3 separate regions of the Mus musculus genome follow, and regions 1 and 3 are each linked to region 2. A link is a contact called in public HiChIP or PLAC-seq and Micro-C data. All regions are on one chromosome and are shown on one strand. The core of a region is the stretch at or near the end of the contact, and the rest is flanking DNA. Distances in the headings are between cores, read along the strand shown.

Evidence for each region. A called contact is a pair of places that touch in the nucleus more often than the background predicts. HiChIP or PLAC-seq counts read pairs in DNA pulled down with a chosen protein or histone mark.
Region 1: a contact with region 2 is called in an H3K27ac HiChIP or PLAC-seq map of thymic regulatory T cells, with 3 times the contacts expected there. The contact joins the promoter of Ifih1 here to the enhancer-like site in region 2. A contact is called at or near these places in 7 of 39 promoter capture datasets (the 3T3-L1 cell line, the HPC-7 cell line, hippocampal neurons and 3 more), 6 of 484 Hi-C or Micro-C datasets (CD4 T cells, DN3 thymocytes, the G1E-ER4 cell line and 3 more), 8 of 115 datasets of contacts at active chromatin or transcription factors (the 230-238 cell line, the HPC-7 cell line, the SCID.adh cell line and 4 more) and 2 of 9 other capture datasets (adipose tissue and pancreatic islet).
Region 3: a contact with region 2 is called in a Micro-C map of the G1E-ER4 cell line. The contact joins two enhancer-like sites. A contact is called at or near these places in 2 of 15 datasets of contacts at CTCF or cohesin (CD8 T cells and the G1E-ER4 cell line), 5 of 484 Hi-C or Micro-C datasets (CD8 T cells, the G1E-ER4 cell line and spermatogonial stem cells) and 1 of 115 datasets of contacts at active chromatin or transcription factors (large pre-B cells).

The regions. Positions count from the first base shown.
Region 1 is chr2:62,643,307-62,647,615 of GRCm38.p6, reverse strand. It overlaps Ifih1 (interferon induced with helicase C domain 1), which reads left to right and starts at 1,361. Exons shown (of 16, transcript NM_027835.3): 1 at 1,361-2,138. The coding sequence starts at 1,686.
Region 2 is chr2:62,388,350-62,392,686 of GRCm38.p6, reverse strand. The region is part of intron 2 of Dpp4 (dipeptidylpeptidase 4); the gene reads left to right. Among named protein-coding and RNA genes, the nearest start is that of Dpp4, 22 kb to the left of the region's middle. Within about 2 kb of position 1,381, at least 111 of the 459 cell types and tissues checked have an H3K27ac peak or open chromatin away from gene starts, as enhancers often do. A contact at or near this core is called in the 230-238 cell line, DN3 thymocytes, the G1E-ER4 cell line and 11 more, where this site is marked.
Region 3 is chr2:62,614,569-62,619,224 of GRCm38.p6, reverse strand. It overlaps Ifih1 (interferon induced with helicase C domain 1), which reads left to right. Exons shown (of 16, transcript NM_027835.3): 5 at 1,741-1,964. Among named protein-coding and RNA genes, the nearest start is that of Gm39839, 3.1 kb to the left of the region's middle. Within about 2 kb of position 3,199, at least 2 of the 459 cell types and tissues checked have an H3K27ac peak or open chromatin away from gene starts, as enhancers often do. A contact at or near this core is called in the G1E-ER4 cell line, where this site is marked.

The DNA of each region.
Region 1 (4,309 bases), core at 112-2,611, 250 kb before region 2:
GCGACTTCACCTGTGTGTTTGACAAAGTCCTGCCTCTGTGTTCAGCCCAGAACGCCCATTCCAGGCAGGAATCAGCATGACTTGGTACTCCTAAAACGTTTTACAGAGTGCAGCTTACAATCGTTTAGAGTGGATCTCAGGTTTGTAATCGTAACTAGAGACTAACAGGAGGGCATGGCATAAAGTGCTGCTCTGGTTATTTTGAACGCTGTCACGAGGTTCATGAAAATCTTGCAGCTCTCCTACTGTTTTCAAAGAATCCCAGGCCTCCCTGGCCTCCCCAGATTTCAGTGAATATCTCCTCTAAAAGATTAATTTTTCTAAACGTGACTATCTGATAGCTTCTATTCTCCATAGGATTCTGGGCCAGGAAGTTCTTTTCAAAGTGTTAATGTTCCTCCATAGCTGGTGGTCTAGTTGCCTGCTTGGGGGACGGCAACCTACAGACTCTCTTTTATGCTCTTTCTGTACTGAAACAAAGCTGCTGTCTTTATTTCTCACTCTGAACGCCTCTTTTCTCCCTCCCATGACATAGACAAATGGTAATGTTTACTCCAAGGCAGTGCATTAGTTGCTAATTAAGTTACTAGATGCTTCAGCCAAAACGTGTTGTAATCAGTCCAAGAAAAGAATGGCAGCTATATAAAAAATAAGTTGTTGAGGGTTTTGTATTGTTGTTTTGTTTTTGTTTTATTGTAAGAGAGTTGTCTACTAGAGAATACAGGGACCTTGCATACTGGGAGTTAGGAAGCCTTCAGTCTTGGCTTCCTCCTAAACTCAGTTGGTGGCTAAAGTCAGCATGCATCTGTCATTAGGCAGGCCCCGGTCAAAGCTGAATAAATATTACACCGCCAAACAAAGCATGAGAAAATAAAGCTGTTGAGAGTAGTTCACTTTTTCATACTTAAGCCCCCGTTCTTGGAGGAACAAATTAGTTTTTGGGACCCCACTGGGCGGGAAGTTTATGGTAGGATGGATGCAGAAACGCCCCCTGGAGGTCTGGAACCTCTCTTTGTCTGCCCCACCCCCACCCCCACCCCTTGATCCCCACAAATGAGAATAACTCAATTTTCACATCAAGGCTTAGGGGCAATTCTTCCTTTCCCCCAAGACCTTCCTCGCCCTCTCCCTATTAACTGACAAGTGAGTACAGTCTTCTAAGCGGCACCCAGCGGTGAAGACAAAAGTATCCTTAAATAAAATAGTGCAGAGTACCGCTTGCTTTCTCAACACAAGGAAGAATTCGCGTTCCCTTTCCTGTTTCTCACTTTCTCACGGTGCTCTTGACCAAAGTCCTCACCTAACCCGCCGCTTCCACAGGCCTCCTCCACCCTCACGAAACTTATTCTCTGGCCCGGAAGTTGACGTTAGGAAAGTCTGGAGAAGAGAATCGAAACAGAAACCGATCTGTGGGTGGAAGGCAATACTTAAAGCTCCCTGAGGGTGAACGTCCCAGCGGCCGCAGAGCGAGAGCGGTCCCGGGTCTGTGCCCACCAGTTGCAGCGCTGTCCTGGCTCGTCTGCCCCCTGCCGGGTGCCACCGATCGATCCGGTGCTCGGAGGCTACTTGGTACCTGCGGCTCTCAGGCAGTTCAGGCGGGGACACATTCACTGCCACCTGAGGATCGTCCTCCCGCCCGCCCCGCCCGCCCGGGAGACTCCTCTCCCATTTCCTGAGACCTCACGATGTCGATTGTCTGTTCTGCAGAGGACAGCTTCAGGAATCTCATCTTATTCTTCAGGCCCAGGCTGAAAATGTACATTCAGGTGGAGCCAGTGCTGGACCACCTCATCTTTCTGTCTGCAGAAACCAAAGAGCAGATTCTTAAAAAGATCAACACCTGTGGTAACACCAGCGCGGCAGAACTGCTGCTGAGCACCTTGGAGCAGGGACAATGGCCTCTGGGATGGACGCAGATGTTCGTGGAGGCCCTAGAGCACAGTGGCAATCCCCTAGCCGCGCGCTATGTCAAACCCACACTCACTGATCTGCCCTCTCCTTCCTCTGAGACTGCCCATGACGAGTGTCTCCACTTGCTGACCCTCCTCCAGCCCACTTTGGTGGACAAACTTCTGATTAACGATGTCTTGGACACTTGCTTCGAGAAGGGACTATTGACAGTCGAAGACAGAAATCGGGTAGGTGTCAATGTAGTCGGAGACAGGTTTCTGGAAGATTTTGGGAAGCAGGAAGCAGGGTTGCTTGTACATTTTTTCCCTAGAGGGCGGCTTTTGACTTCTGTCAGCGCAACCTCCCCATCTTGTATAATTGTTCAAAATAACCCACAGGGAGTCCATTTAACAGATGAGAAAAACAAGGTAAGTTAAACAATTCATTCTTGGTCTCCCAGGAAGAACAGAAGCGGCCTTGCCATCATTATGATTAATCAATTCCAGGTGATACTGAATTTTATGATTTAGTTTTACCTATTCCTCAGTATGTCAGCCAGTAAGCTATGGCCCACCCGCTGCATCTAGCCTTCTATTCGTATTTTAAGAACCAGAAACTAAGAATGTTCTTTAGCTGTCTGATTTTTCAATTGTAAGTGTTGATAAAGTTTTATTGGAACTCTCGTCCTTAGTGCTTATTATATACTTTTTTATAGTTGCCTTTTCACGGTTGGGTGTGGGTAATATGGCCTATAAGGCTAAAATATTTATTACCAGGTTCCCAATGTCCCCCTTCCATGTCTTAGAGTTTGTAGAGCTTAGTAAATAATAAATAAGTCAGATGAGGAATTAGTTCTTGTTTCTCTGTTTCTGATCAGAGTTTTCTTATTGTCTAGAGTTCAAGTTCAGACATAGTCCACTGACAAATGCCACCACTCTCAGTTTTTCACACTATTGAAGGAGCAGGTGACCCTTTTGGAGTATCATTTGTATGGGTCACTTTACCTGGGAACTTAACACAATGCTGGTCGTTTGTAAAGACTGAAACTTTACCATGTTCTGTGTAAACACTGAACTGTCTGCATCTAGCTTACCCAGTGTTCAAAGATGAAAGTCTTGTTTGGGGGCTGGAGAGATGTCTCTGTCCTCAATAGCAAGTGCTGCTCTTGAAGGGGGTGGGAAATCAGTTCCCAGTGACCCTGTCAGGTGTCACACAACTGGCTATGAATTCATGAGATCAGTGGAGATTTCAATACCTATGTCTTTCACCCACACTACAGCCACGTGCACATCCTCTACTGCCCCCCAACACATAGACACACAAGTAAAATAAAATTAAATACAATTTAAAGTCTTTTTGTGGACTAATAACTTGTTAATGTAAGTCAAAAGCTTCATTATAGTTTGCTACAATTTTGACAGTTTCTTCTGTTTCATTCATTGGCTGTATCTTCAGTGTAGACTCTTGGCATCAGACTGATTGGTTATATATGAGGTGACTTGGCCTTTAGTTATTAATATCAGCAGTACTTCATAGACTTAGCAGCACCTAGGCCAGTTCAGAGACAAGTCATGCATCGCGTTTGGATGTCCAGTCCCTCCAACAAGTAAATTACTTTGCACTGCTGTCAGCCGCGTTTATATCATTCCTTGTATTGAGAACCGGCTAGAGCGCATTATAGTGGTCCAGCTGGATATGACAAATGTGTACATCACTGTGGCAGAGTCGTAATTTGGAAGAAAGCATGCAGCCTCCAAGCCAGCTGGAGAAGGAAGATGGCATTTCCAGCCACAGTAGCTGTTAGGAAGTCCAGAAGCAACAGAGTCCAGTCACACCACAAAGCTGTTTATGTTTGCTGGTACGATGTCCCGAGTGCCAGAGAATCAGCACTTCGCCGTATTTACTCTAAATACGTCTGCCTATCTGCATCACTTTTGTCTTGCCTGGGTTGAATTTCTGCCAGCTACATTTTATCCAAGTTCTTGATTCTGGCAAGCTCGGAGGCAGCTAACAGTAATGCGCGGGATTTGACACGGAGAAGATGGATGGGGAGAGGACTTTTGTGTACTGGCAGCAGTTAAGCCAAAACAAACGAACTTTCTCCCAGCTTCACATTTCTAAGGAATCCCTGAGAGAAGGAAGAGCTACTGCTTTGAAGCCAGGGGGCAGTAGTGAGGCCGCAGGAGTCTGTCATTGTTTCCTCATGCAGTGTTTTAAGTGAGAAGCTCTGTGTGTGGTCACGAAGCACAGTGGAATGGCGGTGTTACGTTTGGAGGAATCTCTTTTGATACAGGACTCACCACACAACAACAAAGTGGCATGGCACAACTATAAGAATATAGAATAGTAAGGACAATATAAATAATAGTAATAATAGTAATACTACTACTACTACTATTACTACTACTACTACTAATAA
Region 2 (4,337 bases), core at 132-2,631:
GGAAGTTATTTCTCATAGTTCTAGAACCTGGGAAAGCCAAGGTCAAGGAACCAGCTAGCTCAGCATTATGTAAGAGATTGCTTCCCTGATGACATCTTCTATCAGCAGCATCCTCACGTGGTGGTCCATGGTGGGGTACACTCATTGCCCCCACCCATTTCACAAGTTGCTAATCAATCCTGAGAATAGAACCTCCAGTACTTAATCACCTCTCTCCAAGCCTGCACCTCTTAAAACTACTGCAATGAGTTAGATCTGAACAATAGCAAGTTATTCAGTAGTTCCCCAAAGCCAAATGCAATAGGCAAGTCTGTGCTCACAACTAGGCCCTTGGCTTTCAGTGCCACCTGCGACTCCCTTCTTGTGTTTTGTGATTCGGCAGAGATAGGAAGTGGCTGTGTGATCCAGTCTCAGGGGCCATGAAGCCTGTCCGTTAATTGTTACTTCCTCCTTATTGAATATTTTTTCTTTGTCTGCCAAGACTGCTATTTTACAAAAGTGAATTCTGCAGTAACACCTGTTTTATTTCTTTGTACTCTTTGTAGAGACAAGAATTAGTGTGGAATGTTGACTGGTTGCCATATGGCATCCACAAACTACAACCAAATACCTCTTTTTCCTGTTTTTTTCTTAAACAACTTCATGCATTTGTGAGCCTTAAGAAACATATTTCTTTCTAGAAGTATTTCATTAGCTATTTAATTTCCAAAGCAGTTTATCTTTGGAAAGTAGAAATGTTATAAATCAGAGTTTAAGAGTTAAAACATTAATGATGAATGAACATATTTTTTATTGAAAAAATAGTTAACACACATGGTGACATTGGTCAAAATCAAGACTACTCTGGAAGACTGTAGTCTCTCTTATTTTGATTTTGTTATCCTGGGGTTACAATTGATTTATAAGTAATTCTGACCTTGAAGCTAGGATTCATTATACCATAGCCTTTGGTGAGACTTCATTACTAGGCTGAACCATTTTGAATGCTGCTCTTCTGATGTTTATGATTGACAAATGTCATTTTTACATGGCTCATCTTAGTTCTTTAAGCCAAGGAAATAAAGCAGAATACAGCTAATGTCTTCCCTAAGATTCTAAATTCAAGAGATTGCATTTGTTTATGAGCTGATGGGTACCACATGATCAACTGCTTTCCTTGGCTGGCACAAGGCTTTAAATCAATAAGTCAAGTGAACGGCGTGTCCCGGGTCGCACCACGAAAACCATAGCAGCAGCCAAGGACCTGCATCTGTTGCTGCAGCAGTGCCCTGTCAAGGAGCAAGAAGACGAGGAAGGAGAAACAGGAACATGAGCACGTCCTGTAAGAGTCGGAAGGGTGTACCTTGCCAGCAAACTGTGAAGCTGATAAAGGTCAAAACCTGGACTTGGCACTCGAATCTCACAGAACTCGCTTATCTAGATGTTTCCAAACTGTCTTCCAATGTGTCCTGCTCATCAAACGGCAAGATAAAAAACAAAACTAAAAAAAAAAAAAAAAAACCCAAAAACCAACCCACAGGGAGTAGTTGTTGTTCGACTTGCTCTAGTGTGGCCAGACTCTGGGACTGTTTGTGAACAGATAAAAAGTGGTTTGCATTCAGCTTCCTGAGCACCTAAGTGAACCTTACACAAGGCAGGGCTGGTGTAGGCCCTGCGGGTGTATACGCGCCGTGAGTCATCTTCCTTGATCTGCGTGTAGATCCCCAAGAATGTCATAAGCTGAAGGGAACCAGAGTGAGGCACAGATGAGGAGCTTAGAAAAGCTATGTGCTGATGTGAGAACAGGCTGAGCAGTGCCAGAGGGGTGCTAAGAGGGGCGCAGGAAGGGAATAATGGCCCACTGGATACTAGGTAATCCCAAGGAATCTGGACTCGATTATTAATTTTAATTAATTATCAATTAAAATTATCAGCTCCAAACTGTCTCTGTAACTCCTTCCATGGGTGTTTTGTTCCCAGTTCTAAAAAGGGGCAAAGTGTTTGTTAGGCTATGCTGGTGCCTGGCAAACACAGAAGTGGATGCTCACAGTCAGCTATTGGATTAAACAACGTCTGTGAGCTAACAAGGAGAATGTAGCAGTTTTATCTATGGAAGGAGAAGGTTCAAAAGTCGGATATTATCAGGTTAGCTCAAAAGGAACTACTGTTAAAAACTTCGTTGGAAAGGACAGTTTCTATAAGAGAATTACTTTCCCATGGGCTTTGAAAAGAGTAACACAAAGGGCAGCTTTTACTGGCCTGCTTGTGATGTGGCAGGTGCTGTGGTTAGGTGTTTCCATGCACATGAAAATGTTTGAGAGTGTGGAGAAAGATGTTAGGCTCTTTGTGATTTGTCTCTGGAGTGAAGTGAATGAATAACTTTACTTTGTGTAAAGGAATTTTTTTTTGTAATACTTATGTGATAACATCTTACATTAAGTAATAAAACCTCACAAGAGACAGCTATATCAGGGTCCTTTCAGAAAAATCTTGCTGGCGTATGCAATGGTGTCAGCATTTGGAGGCTGATTATGGGATGGATATCCGGGTGTGGCAGTCTCTAGATGGTCCATCCTTTTGTCTCAGCTCCAAACTTTGTCTCTGTAACTCCTTCCATGGGTGTTTTGTTTCCAATTCTAAGAAGGGGCAAAGTGTTTGTTAGGCTATGCTGGTGCCTGGCAAACACAGAAGTGGATGCTCACAGTCAGCTATTGGATGGAACACAGGGCCCCCAATGGAGGAGCTAGAGAAAGTACCCAAGGAGCTAAAGGGGTCTGCAACCCTATTGGTGGAACAACAATATGAACTAACCAGTACCCCGGAGCTCATGTCTCTAGCTGCATATGTATCAGAAGATGGCCTAGTCGGCCATCACTGGGAAGAGAGGCCCCTTGGTCTTGCAAACTTTATGTGCCCCAATACAGGGGAATGCCAGGGCCAAAAAGTGGGAGTGGGTGGGTAGGGGAGTGGGGGGGAGTATGGGGGGCTTTTGGGATAGCATTGGAAATGTAAATGAGGAAAATACCTAATAAAAAAATAAAAATAGAATGAAGATACCAAAAAAAAGTAATAAAACCTCTGCCTCTGCCTGTGAGTGTGTGTGTGTGTGTGTGTGTGTGTGTGTGTGTGTGTGTGTGTGTCCATCATATTATCTCACTGGGCAAGTCCTGTTGTTTAAAAAGCACATGGCCTGGCTGTGAAGCCTGCACAGTGAACACAGAGGCTCTTCTCACTGCGAAGATGGTTCCCTTTACAGAGACGCTTCCCTTGTGAAGGCTAAGAGTGGCATTCATGGCTATGTGTATATGAACACATATCTAGAAGGCAGGTTCCATCAGTTTAGCTAAACAACAATAGTATGTTTATCCAGTGGGGTCTGAGACCACCTCAGGTATGAGATTTTACCAGTTTATAGTATCAGACATGAATTCCCTTGTGTGGAGTGGGTCTTGAATCAGACAGAATTTAGTTACCCTCCTTAATAAGTAACTCTGCCATGGTGCTGAACTCAGGGACTTCTACCAGCTCAAATGCTAATAAGGAATTTTTTGAGTCTTCAGCCTTAAACACAATATCCATGCCATCCTTTGAAGGCCTAGGAAGCATTTCGAAGAGCCAGAAGATAGGGAGATGGGTTGCATAATACAGCGACACAGCTATTTCAAGCTTGAACTCACAGTAGAAAAGCTGCCTACACAAGTCTGGCTCTGCCAACAGTCAGTTCATGGATGAGAAAGGAACTCATGGGGCCCTACCCATGCTGGCTACCGGTGGATTCTGAGAGAGGGGATTCATATTGAGCTGTGCATCTGCTGGTTTACCCACCAGCCCGCAGTACAGAGTTTCATATTCATGCTCACTTAGATGGCTCTCATTAAGTGCAGTGGCTCACAAAACAAAGACGTGAACTTGGAATGAGGACTCGTAGGGAAGAGTAGGAATTGACAGGGGTGAGTGCACTGTATACATATATAAAATTTTTAAGGAATAAATTTAATTAAAAATAGCTCTCAACACAAGTCGTAAACTGATATGAGGAGCAAATTAGGGAGGGCAGAATGGAAGCCATCATGAAACAGTTAAAGAGACAGCGAACAAAAGCAGGGGAAGCCTTTACAGGGAAATGGGTGAGGATGAGTAGCAGAGGTGGGAAAGGCAGAGGCTGTGCCTGTGTTCAGTCGCTGATCACATGGCTGGCTGAGACAGCATCTGGAGGCTGTGGACATGAGCTGAGAAGAGAATGCTCTATCAGACAACGGAGGCCGGCTAGTGCCACATAAAGACTTTCAAATGCTCCTGGAGCTAACAAAGAAATGCAGGGAGCTTCACCAGGCTGAAAGGCATTTTGTTGGTGGTAT
Region 3 (4,656 bases), core at 1,950-4,449, 220 kb before region 2:
AATGTCCTACTTACTCGGTAAATGGTTCTCACTAAGTGGTTTTTGGTGTGAATTTTCCTACCTGTTCAGATAGTTCTATCTCAGCAAGTTAAAACCCACTAAAACGGAATCAACGGTTTGCGGGAAATGGAGCTGTCAGCAAGTTCTTTAAAGTTAATGGGATGGTGTTAGTTTAGTCTTACTGTGGCCATTGATAAGGGAGTAAGCACTCACCCAGTGTGTGCTGGAGGGCTGATAAGCACGGTCATCTCATCTTTTCTGATGCTGTAAAGCACAGGTGGGTGTTTAAGTTGAAATAATATTTGTTTTCCTACATTCCACTTTGTGAGCAGTACATTTTAGATCCTTTCCTCTTGGCCAAGAAGATGAGAAAACGTGGTCCCTTCTGAACAAAATATATCTAAAACAAGATATGTGTCATAATAAAATTACTCTAGCGTTTATGAAATCACTATGTTAGCACTTACTTTGTCAGCATTTTTTATTTTAAAAATGCATATTATGGAACTACTTGTAATAAATATATTTTGATTTGGGTTTCAGGAGAACAAATGTATGGAGACCTGCATATCAGGAAATAATAATAGAAATCTAAAACAACATGGCAAATTGATGACAGTTTAGCTGAAAACTGCATAATTATGTTTTATCTGTTGATGGAAACATTACTAAGTAAAGGCCGGTATAGGTAGCGCTTTCCTGTTCCCTAAATATGCTTTCTAGTCTGGTAGCCTCAAACGCAAATGATCTCCACACTCTCTGTCTCTTTGACTCTGTTTTTCCTGTCTCTGTCTCTCTGTGTTTCTCTGTGTCTCTGTTTCTCTCCCTCACAGACGAGCACACGCACACATGTGTGCATGCCCTCATGCGGGCGCGCGCGCGCACACACACACACACACACAAGCACAGAAGCAGCTCTTGATGTCCTAAGTGCCACTTGTACAGATTCTGTCAACTGTGTATCCAAACTATATTTTAAAATTTATACTGAATAGATAGAAATATTTTGTCATTACTCCTTAAACAATAAAAAACAGCTTTTTATAAAGCACTCACACTATATCAGATTTGTAAGTAGAAATAATTTGTAAGAAGATATATATGCACACTTCATACAATTTATGTTCCAGTTTACATGAAGCTCCTAAAGTTCCCCAGATAGCAGTAGATGACAGCATTCATGTGCTTTGTGATATTTAGTTATTAGATGATGTTTTTAACAAATTAAGGAAGTAGTTCCAGCTATTTTTCTTTCTTTTTAATAAAAAATAACGGACATGAGAGCAGTGAGGACTAATCAGCCTTCCTTTCTAGCCCACTTTGCTTTAATGGGAGGAGGGCTAAGAGAAACCCAGAGGACAAGAGACAGAGCAAAGACCTGAGATGCCCTGTGCATTAGCGATAGGAACCTACAAGCCCACACAACATCCTTTCTGTGATCCAAGCTGGGAAGTGCTCTCTCTTGACAACTCTTCCCCAGTCATCTCCTTCCAAGGCCTCTATGCTGTTAATTCACTCCAACATAGGGAGCCTGGATCAGTCCTGAAAGACAGACCTGACACTCCCTGGTACAGAAAACAGAAAGTGAAGTGGTTTGGAACACAGAGGACAGGACCTTAAACATCTAAATCCTGTCTGCAGTTTGGGGGCTTCCAAGCCTTCGTATCTTTGCTGGGCCTCCAAGCCTTCATATCTTTGCTGTTTCTCTTACGCCACTTTTCCATGTTTTTCTTCCCTCAGATGAAAGTGTCATCCAGACAAAAAGAGTATCCCCCGAGCCAGAACTGCAGCTCAGGCCTTACCAAATGGAAGTGGCCCAACCAGCTCTAGATGGGAAGAATATTATTATCTGCCTCCCCACGGGGAGTGGGAAAACCAGAGTGGCTGTTTACATCACCAAAGATCACTTAGACAAGAAGAAGCAGGCATCTGAATCCGGGAAGGTTATCGTTCTTGTCAATAAGGTATACGCTCCTGTGCTCCCTCTTGTATGAACATTCTCACTGAAGCCTGAAGATGATAACATTTGTAGCACCAAACCACACAGAGATTCATTTCATTAGGTTTAAGGTCAAAGAAACCATTTATTTTCATTTTTATCCTTAAGCTATATATCTAAAATTTAAGAGATTAACCTTAAAATTGATGTTTTCATGAAACTAGATCATTAAGCAAGATAGTTCTAATTTACATATAAAAATTTAATTTGTCAGCACACTCGCTCTTTTTTTAATTAGATAATTTCTTTATTTACGTTTCAAATGTTTTCTCCTTTCCTGGTTTCCCCTCTGAAAACCCCCTATCCCCATCCCCCCACCTGCTCACCAACCAGCCCATTCCTACTTCCTGTCCCTGGCATTCCCCTATACTAGAGCATAGAACTTTCACAGGACTAAGGGCCTCTCCTCCCATTGATGACCGATTAGGGCATCCTCTGCTACATATGCAACTAGAGCCATGAGTCCCACCATGTGTTTTCTTTGGTTGGTAGTTTAGTCCCAGGAAGCTCTGGGGATACTGGTTAGTTCATATTGTTGTTCCTCCTATGGGACTGCAAACCCCTTCAGCTTCTTGGGTACCTTCTCTAGCTCCTTCATTGGAGACCCTGTGCTCTGTCTAATGGAGGGCTGTGAGCATCCATTTCAACACACTCACGCTTTTGAGCATGTGTGACCCGAAAATGATGATCAACTACCTTCTTTTAAAGCATCTTTAGCCACTAATACTTAACCAAACATTGTATATACTCTTTATCCAGAACATTATAGAGCAGAGTGTGACTGAAAGATAGAGAAAACTTAATTGACTATTTTTACCCAATTGAACATTAATATGTATTACATTAAATGCTACTGAACTTTTCTTTGAAAATTTGTATCTTGTAAAGGTCCTCCAATCATCTTTATATTAACACTGTAAACAAAATTTATTTATTTGAATTTTATTTAGATAGAAGAGAATTTACACACTAGTAGACTGAATAATATTTTTTCCTATTCTAGGAAATAAAATTTAATGTGCTTTTCATGATTAGCCTTTTTCTTATCATCATGTACTTGTTTAAAGGAAATAACACCGATAGACTTTTAAGACTGCTTGTGTAAATTTTTTAAGATTTATATTATTCTAAAACATTTTGTAGGAAGCTGCTTTGCCATATTAAAAATACCATATTCAGTATCCACAGGGTGAGTGGTGTCCATCACCGTGTTTGAAATGGACCTGTGTGGACCTTCTAAGCCTGACCTGCTCTCCTGGACATGTGCTCAGTGGTAGAGCTCCTGCCTAGAGGATGCAAGGCTCTGGATTTGAAATCCAGCACTCACCTGGGCATGGTGGCCAATGCCTTTAATCCCAGCACTTGGGAGGCAGAGGCAGGAGGATTTCTGAGTTCGAGGCCAGCCTGGTCTACAAAGTGAGTTCCAGGACGGCCAGGGCTACACAGAGAAACCCTGTCTCAAACAAACAAACAAACAAACAAAAAATCCAGCACTCCCAGAACCAAACAGAGGGTCATATCTTTATACCTTTCTACCCACCATGGGAAGATGATTTTTATATTCTTTTCTGGCAATAATGAAACATTAATATTTATTTGCCCTAAACCTTTCATTTATTCATTTTTTGAATATAAGTTTAAATCCTATTTCTACCTACCTATTAGCACTGTGACCTCAGACAAATTTCAACATTTTCTAACATTTTAGTTGTCTAATCTCTTCCCCCGCCCCTCTGTGTGTGTGTGTGTGTGTGTGTGTGTGTGTGTGTGTGTGTGTGTGAGAGAGAGAGAGAGAGAGAGAGAGAGAGAGAGAGAGAGAGAGAGAATATGCATGTATGTGCTTGCTCAAAAATTAAGTCTAATAATAACTCATTAAATTTTCTTATTTTCTTTTCTTCCTTTATCATCTGTAACTTAATGAAATTGAATACTTTACATATAGGACAGGATTGAGTCCTAAATCCACAGGAAAAAAATAATGTTGTTAAATGAATCCAAAGCTGCTTACACGATGTCTTTGTTCCTCTAGGGCAGTTCTGCCATTTTCTGAATCTTAGCCTCTGAGGAGAGGTGGTGACCTCTCCTCTCGAAGGCTCCCTTTCCTATTTATCTGTCTCTGTGTCATATATACCACCTCATCCTAGTCATGTAGCTTCAAAGCCCAGTGATTATCTTTCATTAATTTCCTTCTCTATTTCCCTGATCTGGTCAGAGGACCATAGACTGTAAGAGCTGAGAAGACCTTTGTGGTACAGCTTTCCTCCTTGGCAGAGATGTGCCACTTCTAGTTAATATCTGGTACCAAGGAAATTTCCCATCTTCCAAAACAACCACAGCCATTCTTTCCACATTTGCCACCCAAAGTAATCCATGCATGTGTTCTCTTAAACACATGTGTTCTATGAAACCCACAGTTATTCTTTCCTCTGTTATCCTGGAACATAATCATAACTCTCCTGCTTTGCAACAAAGAAAGGGCAACATCCTGTGGGTACTGGGTGACACCATAGTCCCTTTTATTATGATTCCCGGGCCCCTCAGGATTTAACATCCTCATAGTCTCCCAGACACATTGTTGAACAAATGCTGTAGATGCAGTCTTAGGAATGTGGAGTGGAGGAGAGACGAGGTCTAGCTCAATCCAGGACTGAGTACAT